Linked DNA regions of Mus musculus: region 2 is linked to region 1. A link is a contact called in public promoter capture Hi-C data. All regions are on one chromosome and are shown on one strand. The core of a region is the stretch at or near the end of the contact, and the rest is flanking DNA. Distances in the headings are between cores, read along the strand shown.

Region 1 (5,150 bases), core at 757-3,256:
AGGGAGCTCTCTGGGAGTTTCTTATGAGAGCATTGACCCATGAAAGTTTCACTCTATTATCTGATCACCACTCAGAGGCCTGCCTCCTGATGCTACCATATTTGGAGTCAGACTCAACACTGGAATTCTGAGGCACACAGTCTACTACAGATGGGTTATAACTACTCTACATTAAAAAAAAAAAAAGCAGCACTAGGTAAATGGTTAGGCTTTTGTTTTTGGTTTCATTTACAGAGTTGCTGTGCATGCATGTGCGAGTGTGTGTGCTTGTATGTGCATGTGTGTCCTGTTACTGAACCCAGGTCTTCATGTCAGTGGAATAGGCAAGTACTCTAACTGGACAACAGTCTCACCAGCCCCTCAAATTCAGTATAAAGATGAAATTCCCGAGTTGAGGATGTAGTTCACTCAGTAGAGTGCTAGCTTAGCTTGTTCAGAGCCTCAAGTTTGATCTCCAGCATCAAATAAACTGGGCTTAGTGGTGTGGGCCGGTAATCCTAGCCCTTTGGGAGGTGCAGACAGGACGAGCAGAAATTCAAGGTTGTCCTAGGTTTCATAGTTCAAGACCATCCTGGACCCTGACTCAAAAAGTTTAAATTCCCTCCCCCTCGTTCTCCCACCCTTGAGATCTTTTTTAAAAAATGTGTGGGTTTGCCTGCATGTATGTCTGTGTAGCATATGTATACTGTGTCGGAGGAGGCCAGAAGAGGGTGTCAGGTTCCCCTGGAACTGGAGTTACAGAGGACTGTTAGCTACGGAGTAGGTGCTGGGAACTGACTTCAGGTCCTCTGAAAGAGCGATCAGTTATCTCTCCAGCCCAGTGCTGTCCCTTTGACAGACTGATCACTGCTATCCTAGAAAGTATTTGATAAAGTTAAAAGAACAAAGACCCTGGTAAGTTAGCCTCGGCCAAATCATAGTTGGATCGTTCTTATCAGCTTTCCTCATGGAGGTGGAGTGCCCCCTATCGGAATGGCTAGAAAGTAGCCGCTCCCCCACCCCCATGTCTGCAAGGTCTTTCTCTGTACAAGATGTGTAGGTAGTGTTACCAGGACACAAACAGAATCATGACAACACTTTGCAGTGTAATTTCATGATTTATATATCAATTATGTTTTATGAAGTTATTTTTAACTGACTAAAAGGTTTTATAGCTGGAATGTTGCTATATTGGGATGGAAGACTGGAATAATCTTCCCCAGCCCTGCATTCCTCTCACCTCTTGCTCAAGGTGAGGCTATGCTAGGCAGGAGGAGGGGCAACTGCTTATCACCTGCCACTATTCCCGTTGAATGTCCAATCACCTCCTGCCTCTCTAGGCCTAAGAGCCACTTTGTATCCCCCCGCCCCCCCCCCCCCCCCCGCCCCGTCTCTAAAGTCCAGGCTTGTTTTCTTAATTTCTTAGATTAGTAAATCTAAACATGCTATTGTAGGCATTCCTGAGCTCTATGAACCCACTGTTAACTCTCTACTCCTTGGCCAAGGACAGCTTCTGTCATTCTGAGACAGTGGCCTGCTTTGTCCTTCCATGGCCTGCTGGATCCCTCTAAGTCTCCCTAGAAAAATACGAAAAGGGGCCAGGTGTGGTGGCACACGCCTTTAATCCCAGCACTCGGGAGGCAGAGGCAGGTGGATTTCTGAGTTCGAGGCCAGCCTGGTCTACAAAGTGATTTCCAGGACAGACAGGGCTATACAGAAAAACCCTGTCCCGAAAAAAAAAGAAAGAAAGAAAGAAAGAAAGAAAGAAAGAAAGAAAGAAAGAAAGAAAGAAAGAGAAAAAGAAAAAGACGAAAGGGTACAATACAAAAGGAAAAAATACAAGGAACCAAAGAGGAAAAATACAAAAAGCACAAGCAGGTCCTATATCCAGACCATGAGGCCATCGCCACTGTCAGCTAACCCTGGAGAGGCTCCTTCCTTGGCAACAAGGTCAAGTTCACAGTCTGCAAAGCAGGACTGGCCAGAGCCCTCATTTGATTATAGCTTAATCCTAATCTGACCAGGTTTGGATGCAAAGCTTTCTCAGTTTAACAGTGACCGGAGTATCTCTGCTCTTTAGGACAGAGCTTTCTATCTTAAGGTCCCAACAAGTGCTTTTTGGTGTCGGTGCTAGAGTTTCATGTTTGCTGAGCAAGTGCTCTACCGCCGAGCTGCATCTCCAAACCCACACAGGAAGCCTTGTAAAAAACTGAAATGAAAGAAAATACCAGAGCACATTCAACAATGTGAGTATTATTTCCTGAAAATTGTGGTAAGGCGTGTGTGTGTGTGTGTGTATGTGTGTGTAAACTGTTCATAATATAAAATGTATTTCTTTGTGTGGGTGGGGGTTTAAAAAGTTTTGAAAATATTGACTTAAAGGAAAATATCCATTCCTCAAATAGTATACAAATATTATCAGAGCTGTGTCTTGCTCTAGGAGAAAGAAAAACAAAAGTTGGCTACCACATCTGGAAAGCTCCGGATGGGGTAAGTACAAAGGCCACCAGCACAGGATGTAAAAACCACAGTCTGAGGGGTGTCATGGGAGAAGCCACCTCCTTCTTTAGGCCTGATGGCTGGTTCTGACATTGGCTAGGGAAGGAAGGGAAATGGTATGCTTCTGATGAAGCACGGATACCAAGCCACAGCCCCAAGCCCCATGGCTGGAGCTGCTACCAAGACCTTGGTGTGAATGCTGGGAAAGGACCCAGAGTGATGGGAACAGACAGGGATGAGAAGAACAAAAGTGGGAGATATGGATATATAAATATAAATATGTATATATAATTGAGTATTTATATTATATTTAATGTATGTATGTATATGTGTATATATAATATTTTTTAAGGGAAGGGGGGTGGAACAGTGGAGGACAGCCACTTGAAGGCCAGATGTTGCCTTTGTTTCTACCTCAAGGCCTTTTTAGACTTACCTCATTACTGATTCTGATTAAGATGTATGCTACATGAGTCCATGGTCCGATAGGAATTTCTACATTTAGATTTTCCTTGTATGTTCCTGTCTGGCTAGAGCCAGTGTTGCTGTCTGGTTACCAGACTCAGCTGTGCCTCCCCTCACAAAGCACAGGGGTTTTCTCTTCTCATGTTCTCTGGGTTTCCCTGCTGAGCCCTATAGCCTGTCCTTTCGGCTATTTTGTGGATGCTTTTTTCTTTACCCTTCTCCACTTTTTCAACCCCTTAATATTAGATAGAAGAGAGAAAAGGATGGCGGGGAAAGGGGGCGATGATATTGTTAGGATAATTCCTGCTGATTAGGGCTGTTGAGTTCCTTAGGGCAAGTTTGATCTTCACAGTCAGGATATCTTTCTCTTTCTTCCTTTCTCTCTCTCTCTTTCTTCCTTTCTCTCTCCTTCTTTCTCTCTCTCTCTCTTTTTTCCGAGACAGGGTTTCTCTGTATAGCCCTGGCTGTCCTGGAACTCACTCTGTAGACCAGGCTGGCCTCAAACTCAGAAATCCACCTGCCTCTGCCTCCCGAGTGCTGGAATCAAAGGTGTGCGCCACCACTGCCCGGTGGATATCTCATTTCTTGTTTCTTTGTGCACAACTATTTAACAAATAGCAACCAACCAACAACCAACATTGAACCAACAACTGGCCAGTCAGCCCCGTCGATTGGGGTGCTAGCATTTATACATCCTCTGAAAGGTCGCCAGAATTCCAGATCTCATACAATAACAGAAAGTATCTGCGGCTGGCAAAACCACGCCCCTTCTTAGAGCAGGAGGCAAGTCATCGTCAGCCGCATATCCCACACCTGGGATTAAAAGTCTTATAATATGTCTGTGTTTTTCAGAGAAACCAACATTCTCACTACCAAGCCTCAGCACAGCTGGAAGGAATTCGAAGGAGAAGTGTTGTCTCCTGGCCCTTCCCCTGACACTCCTGCGGTTGCAGACAGGTTGACTATAGAAAATCACAGCAGGTTGGAGCATTCCATTTCCTACTTTGCAAACAGGGAGTGGCCCAACACCTACTTCTGCATCTCCGCCCAGACTCGGGGGTGGGGGAGGGTGTAAAGGACCTTAAGAGCGAGCGTATTCCTTTTCCCTTATGCAAAAAGACTGTTGACCACTCTACGTACAAAATGTCCCCTGTCTGTCTGCCTTTTCCTCAGCAATTGCTGAGCCAGTCATTGGAAAGCGGCAAGGCAAAACACCCATTACCAAGATGTAGCTACCAAAGGACTGAGATTTGGGATCAGAAATTCAATACCTTTACCCCAGCCCTTGTGGACAACTTCCTCCTGTGGGACTGAGGACTCTAAGAGGTCACCAGAAAGTTATATATGAGCTCCTCCATTGCATGGACTGTCTACCCCTCCTCATCCCTGCCCGAGCGCCCTCTGCTCTCAGTGAGTTCTGCTCTTTGTTTCCCCTCATCTTTTTCCCTGTCTGAATCCAACCCACAGGGATTAGCTCAGTTTTCTTATCTTCTAGGAAGCCAATCCACAAAGAACACTCAAAATGCCTAAAATCTCCTTATGGCACTTAAATGTTTATGGGTAATAAAAGGAATCACTCCTCTCCTTATGTGTGACCTTGTGATGTTTGTCTCTGAGTTTATAGACTCCTGGAACCCGGGGACACTTAACTCTCTCTGTGCCTGTCCCAGAGCTGAATATACAATAGGCTCTCAGAGCTGAGTTCTAACATCAACCTGATTGAAAAACCTGGCTTCAATGGTTTTTGGTTTTTGTTATTTATTTATTTACATGCCAAATGCTGCCCCTTTCCTGGTGCCCCCCCAGAGACCCTCCCCCATACCCTTCTCTTCTGAGAGGGCCCCCCTGCCCCGCCCCAACCCCGCCAGGGTATTTCCCCAACCCTGAGGCATCAAGTCTCTGCCAGATTAGGAGCATCTCCCACAGAGGCCTAGAGCACTTTTAAATCACCCATCCCAGGCCTTGTCAAAGTAGCCATGACTAAAGGAAATCACAGAGATTAAATGAATTGTTTAATTAATTGCTTCATGCGTCATAAAAGTTTGATTGCTTTAACTATAAAGAGGCAAGATGGAGGTCAAAGGGCATTATCTTTTAATTTGTTTATTTCTGTTTTTCATTTGATTTTAGGGTTCTCCATATTCTTCCAAATTTTACTCTCAGTTTTAATTTTGCAGTGGCTCCTAAATGTCATGTCAGAACAAAAG
Region 2 (5,150 bases), core at 913-3,412, 1.3 Mb after region 1:
ATAACCAACAATGTTTAATGACTTGCCCAAGGGCACATGCCTCTCAGTAGCCTCCTGAACACCCTATCCAGGGCTCAGATAACTGAGCTACACACTACAGGACTGACTTGAGGGCATTATTAACGAATGCTGCCATTATGTACCCAGCTATTACCTGAGGACCCAGCTATCCTACTCCTGGGCATATACCCAAAGATGCTCCAACATGAAATAAGGACACACGCTCCACTATGTTCATAGCAGCCTTATTTATAATAGCCAGAAGCTGGAAAGAATCCAGATGTCCCTCAACAGAGGAATGGATACAGAAAATGTGATACATTTACACAATGGAGTACTACTCAACTATTAAAAATGATGAATTTGCCAGGCGTGGTGGTGCACGCCTTTAATCCCAGCACTTGGGAGGAAGAGGCAGGCAGATCTCTGAGTTCGAGGTCAGCCTGGTCTACAGAGTGAGTTCCAGGACAGCCAAGACTAACAGAGAAACCTTGTCTCGAAAAAAACAACAAACAAACAAACAACAACAACAACAAAAACCGATGAATTTATGAAGTTCTAAGGCAAATGGATAGAACTAGAAAATATCATGCTGAGTGAGGTAACCCAACCGCAAAAGAAAACACATGGTATGCACTCACTGATAAGTGGATACAAGCCCTAAAATAACCAGGATTCAATTCACAGACCACATGAAGCTCAAGAAGGAAGACCAAAGAGTGGGTGCTTCGGTCCTTCTTGGAGAACAAAATACTCATAGGAGCAAATATGGAGATAAAGTGTAGAGCAGAGCCTAAAGGAAAGGCCACCCAGAGACTGTCCCACCTGGGAATTTATCCCATATACAATTATCAAACCCAGATACTATTGTGGATGCCAAGAAGTGCATGCTGAAAGGAGCCTGATATGTCTGTCTCCTGAGAGGCCTTGCCAGAGCCTTACAAATAGAGGCAGATGTTAGCAGCCAAACATTGGAAGTGTATTCTTAATCTACTTTGCTTGCTACTATCTACGAGGAATGCAAGAACCTGGAACTCCCTCTAGTGGTGTTTACCAATTCTGCCAATATCATGGCCACAGACAATATTTTCGTGTGCAGCTATAAAGACATGTCAGGAATGTTCCTCTAGTTAGATGATTCTAGGAAATCAAATGGGAAATCACTCATAATTCTTTTCTCTAGGTTAGAAAATGTCTATCTGTCCAGAAGCTGCAATATCTTTTTTATCAACTTGAAGGAGCTGAAAAACTCCCAGGACCTTTAGAAACAGGAAGGTAGTAATCGCATGAGTCTTTTATGTTCTACTTGCTTTGGTCAAGTGACCCTAGAGAGGCAAAGTGGGAAGTTATTAAAACTCAAGAAGCAGGGAAGACTAGATTATTTCTCAACTCACTCTCAGGGCACATGAACATGTTAAATATTTATTCTTGGACTTCCGGACTCTTTAAAATTACTATGAATATTTTACAAATACGTGTGGGTGTGCCTTTATGTGAACCAAGTGTGGCAGAGGCCAAAGGCATGGGATCCCATAAAACTCTGGATGGACACACACACACACACACACACACACACACACACACACATATACATGGCTATTTGTCTTCATTCGTGAACCAGACATAATGATTGTGGTTTCCTCATTTGTTATATGAGTATGTGCCACGGCATGCATGTGGAGATCAGAGGACAACTTGAGGAAGTTGGTTTTCTTTCCTTCCACCTTGTGGATGCTTTTATTCACCGAGCCAGCTCACCAGCTATGCCATTTCTGTTAAGCAAAGAGGACAAAAATTCGTGAGTGACTCTCAAGACCCAAGAGGACTCAAAGGGGTTTCAGTCACAGAATCGTCACGTTCGGCCTGGTAGTGTAATACTGTAAGCCAGTTGCCATTTATACCGTTTTTTAAAAAGTAATAATAATAACTCTATGCCAAAACATGGCTAGTGTCTCACTAGAATGGAAACAAACCTTAGCTCAGTCAGCACCTAGCATAGGACTCACTAAAAGGCAAATGAAAAGAACTGCGGGCTAGGGACGGAGGGGGCGGGGACGGAGGCGGGACTTTGTCTCCCAGCAACGGCCGCAGCGATTGGCCAGCTCTCCCGCAGCGGAGACCAATAGTCAGGCGCGCTGCCCACGTTCGACATCACAAGTGCGGCTGCGCGGGGAATTCGAATCGCCGGCGGCCTTCGAGACTCGGGGTTAGGGGCTGATGGGGAGTTTGGTCGGCGGCTGGTGGGGTATTTCGCCGCTGCGCGTTTTTTCTCGTCATGGACAACCTAGAAAATGTCTTTCGGTAAGTGTCGGTCAGGTGCGGTGAGGTGGGCCGGTCGGGACGGTTAGAGTCCGGGTCCCTCAGGCGCGCTTTCTCCTCAGCGCCGCTTCCTCAGCGGGTTCGCTGCACCAGGCCTCAGCCAAGGCGGTAGCCCCCGGGTCACTCGAGTAGACGTGCAAGCTGCAGCCGGCTACCGTTTTGTGCCGAGGATTTGGGCAGTCTGCGGAACCTTCTGAAGTCACGTATCTTCTCCATGGGGAACTTCCTCTAGACGCGAGGGACGCCCCGCCTTCAAAACCCAAACTTGTGTGGTGGTGGAGATTTTTGGAGAAAATTTCAAAGTCTGATAAAAATGCCACCCAACTAAGGAAAGAATTTATTATTTCTCGATTGCCTGATACGTAAGAAAAAAATTAAAGCTGAACTTTATGGGGGGGGGGGAATGCTTGCTATTAAGTCATTTGAGGCTTCCTGCAGGCACTGATTGGTTATTTGTTTTTGTTTTGGGGTCTGGGGGCGGGCGCTTAGGTGACTTACTCAGCCTGTGATGTTAAGCCATTTAAAACTGTTAAATCGGATGTTACAAGAAATACAATTTTATTTTCATCAGTTCTTTAGGTATTCTAAGAGTAAGATATCCAAAATCTGTTGGCGTTAAGCAATTTAATTTTTGATCAGATCGACTAAGGATTTCCCCTCCCCGTTCTAAAATAGAAGCTAGGTATTTTGATTTTTAAAGACTAATTTATTTTAATGATTTGATGTTTAAGCCATTTTCCCAGGAGGTGTGGTTGGTGTGGGGCTATTCAATGTTTGTTTATCTTGGACAAATATTTGTATTTCTTATTTTGCTAAATAAGAACTTCTAAACACAGAAGTAGTGCTGACATTTCAAACATGCTAAAAAGAATCCAAAATGAATCCAAAGTGAAAAAGTGAGAATCGTTGACTTAAAAATAAATTGCTAAAATCTCTACTAAATTATGAGAAAACCATTGCAGTTTCTCTGAATGATCATTTCAGTTTGCCAGTGAAATATATTTTGAGATATAGTTTTCTGGTCATCTACCAAAATACTACTTTTAAATTCTTTTTCTCCTAATCTTATCATTTCTCAGTTTAAAAACCTATGGTTGTTTCTCAACTTGATGCATACTGAGAATACAGTTAATTGCCATGTATCCTCTCTCCAAAGTTGTACACATACTATTCTCACCCTTACTTGCTGTAACTTCTGAACTCATTACTGTTTATGGTTCCAGCCCTGCTCCTTTTTGTGAAGGAACAAAGAAGACATTTAAAATGCAGATAGAGCTTGCCACCTCTTCTCTTCACACTTTATTTGACTCTTTCTGCTCAAGTTCTGTCAGCCTGTATGATTTCCCTAACATGCCTGTGGTAGCTAGCTAACAAGTCCTTAAGTATAACATATGCCCACTCTTACTCCTTTAGTTTGCCCCCCTTTTCTATTTAATAGTTAACGAAACATGGTACTATTTTTATGTTTGTGTTTGTTTATCCCACTAGCATCTGAGGTCATTGGGCCCTGATTTGTTTGCCTGACTTCTTAAGCTGTGGTTAGGTACTATGGAAGTAAGGGAAGCAAAGTCCTCTGGGAGCATTGTCATCATGGGCTCTTCCTTTGGGACAATGTTAGATTTGGACTCAAGCCAACAGTCTCTGGAAACTCCGAATTGAATTACTGGGGCTATCACACCAAAAGGAGAGGCATTCTTTGGATCTTAGTCTAACCCTCTAACTTAGCTGTGCTCTTGAGAAATAAGACAATGACGTTGGAGATCAACTAATCTAGATAGACTATGAAGCAAATACTGTTTCTGACTTTTTGAACACTTCTGAATGATTGCTCTTTTATGTGATATTTGGGTTGTTGAAGTCAAGATTTCCATTCTCTAGTACATAGATAACATAATGTAGAATCAAATATATCTTTGTCATCTAGGAATTATTCTTTCTTTCATGTGTGTACTTCTCTATTCTAGCATGTTTGAAGCCCATATGCAAAGCTACACGGGTAATGACCCACTTGGAGAATGGGAAAGGTTAGTGCATGTTTGTTTGTTTTCCTTTAAACAAAGGAACCATATTTTACCCTGTGGAAAACTAATATCCGTGGAAAACTAATATCCGTATTTTTTTCTAGCTTTATAAAGTGGGTAGAAGAGAATTTTCCTGACAATAAAGAATACTTGATGACATTATTAGAACATTTAATGAAGGAATTTTTACATAAGAAGAACTACCACAATGATTCAAGATTCATCAATTATTGCTTAAAATTTGTAAGTATAATTTCAGGTAGATAACTAAATATAATGTTTTACTTCTGGTCCTTTCCCCTTTTTTTTTTTTTTTTTTTTTTGCTGTTGTTGTTTTTGGTTTTGTTTTGGTTTTTTGGAAGGGGGTGGGGGTTGTAGCCCTGGCTATCCTGGAACTCACTGTGTAGACCAGGCTGGACTGGAACTCAAAGAGATCCACCTACCTCTACCTCCAAGTGTTGGGATTAAAGGGGTGCCCAACAATTGGCTGGCTTTTGGACTCCTCCCTTGTTAAGATCATTTTAGACTGCCTTTTTTAATATAAATTTCTTATTTTGACTCATGAATGTTTTAGAAGTTATATAGTCAGAAGTATATATTTTAGAGCATTGGCTTCTGAAATACTGAAGAATCAATGATTTAATTTTAAACCCATCTTTATTTCATATGTCTAAATGTTCTAACATGATAGGAACTAAAAGTTAAATGAATTGTTAGATAAGAAATGTGGTTGGGGACAGTTGTGGCTCACTTGGGAGAGAGAGGCAGGCAGACATAGTACTAAAAGAAGGAGGCAGCCTGGAGGTGGTG

Evidence for each region. Promoter capture Hi-C pulls out the DNA fragments that hold promoters and counts their contacts.
Region 2: a promoter capture Hi-C map of pre-B cells shows a contact between it and region 1, with 2.4 times the contacts expected there. The contact joins the promoter of Bub1 here to the promoter of AI847159 in region 1. A contact is called at or near these places in 2 of 39 promoter capture datasets (hippocampal neurons and pre-B cells), 1 of 484 Hi-C or Micro-C datasets (CD4 T cells) and 2 of 115 datasets of contacts at active chromatin or transcription factors (astrocytes and embryonic stem cells).

What each region holds. Positions count from the first base shown.
Region 1 is chr2:129,177,529-129,182,678 of GRCm38.p6, reverse strand. It overlaps AI847159 (expressed sequence AI847159), which reads left to right and starts at 2,006. Exons shown (of 3, transcript NR_045264.1): 1 at 2,006-2,225; 2 at 2,420-2,469; 3 at 3,796-4,531. Gm39932 (a long non-coding RNA gene) reads right to left here and starts at 76. Exons shown (of 2, transcript XR_866734.2): 1 at 1-76.
Region 2 is chr2:127,828,871-127,834,020 of GRCm38.p6, reverse strand. Bub1 (BUB1, mitotic checkpoint serine/threonine kinase) reads left to right here and starts at 2,162. Exons shown (of 25, transcript NM_009772.2): 1 at 2,162-2,301; 2 at 4,284-4,343; 3 at 4,445-4,583. The coding sequence starts at 2,276.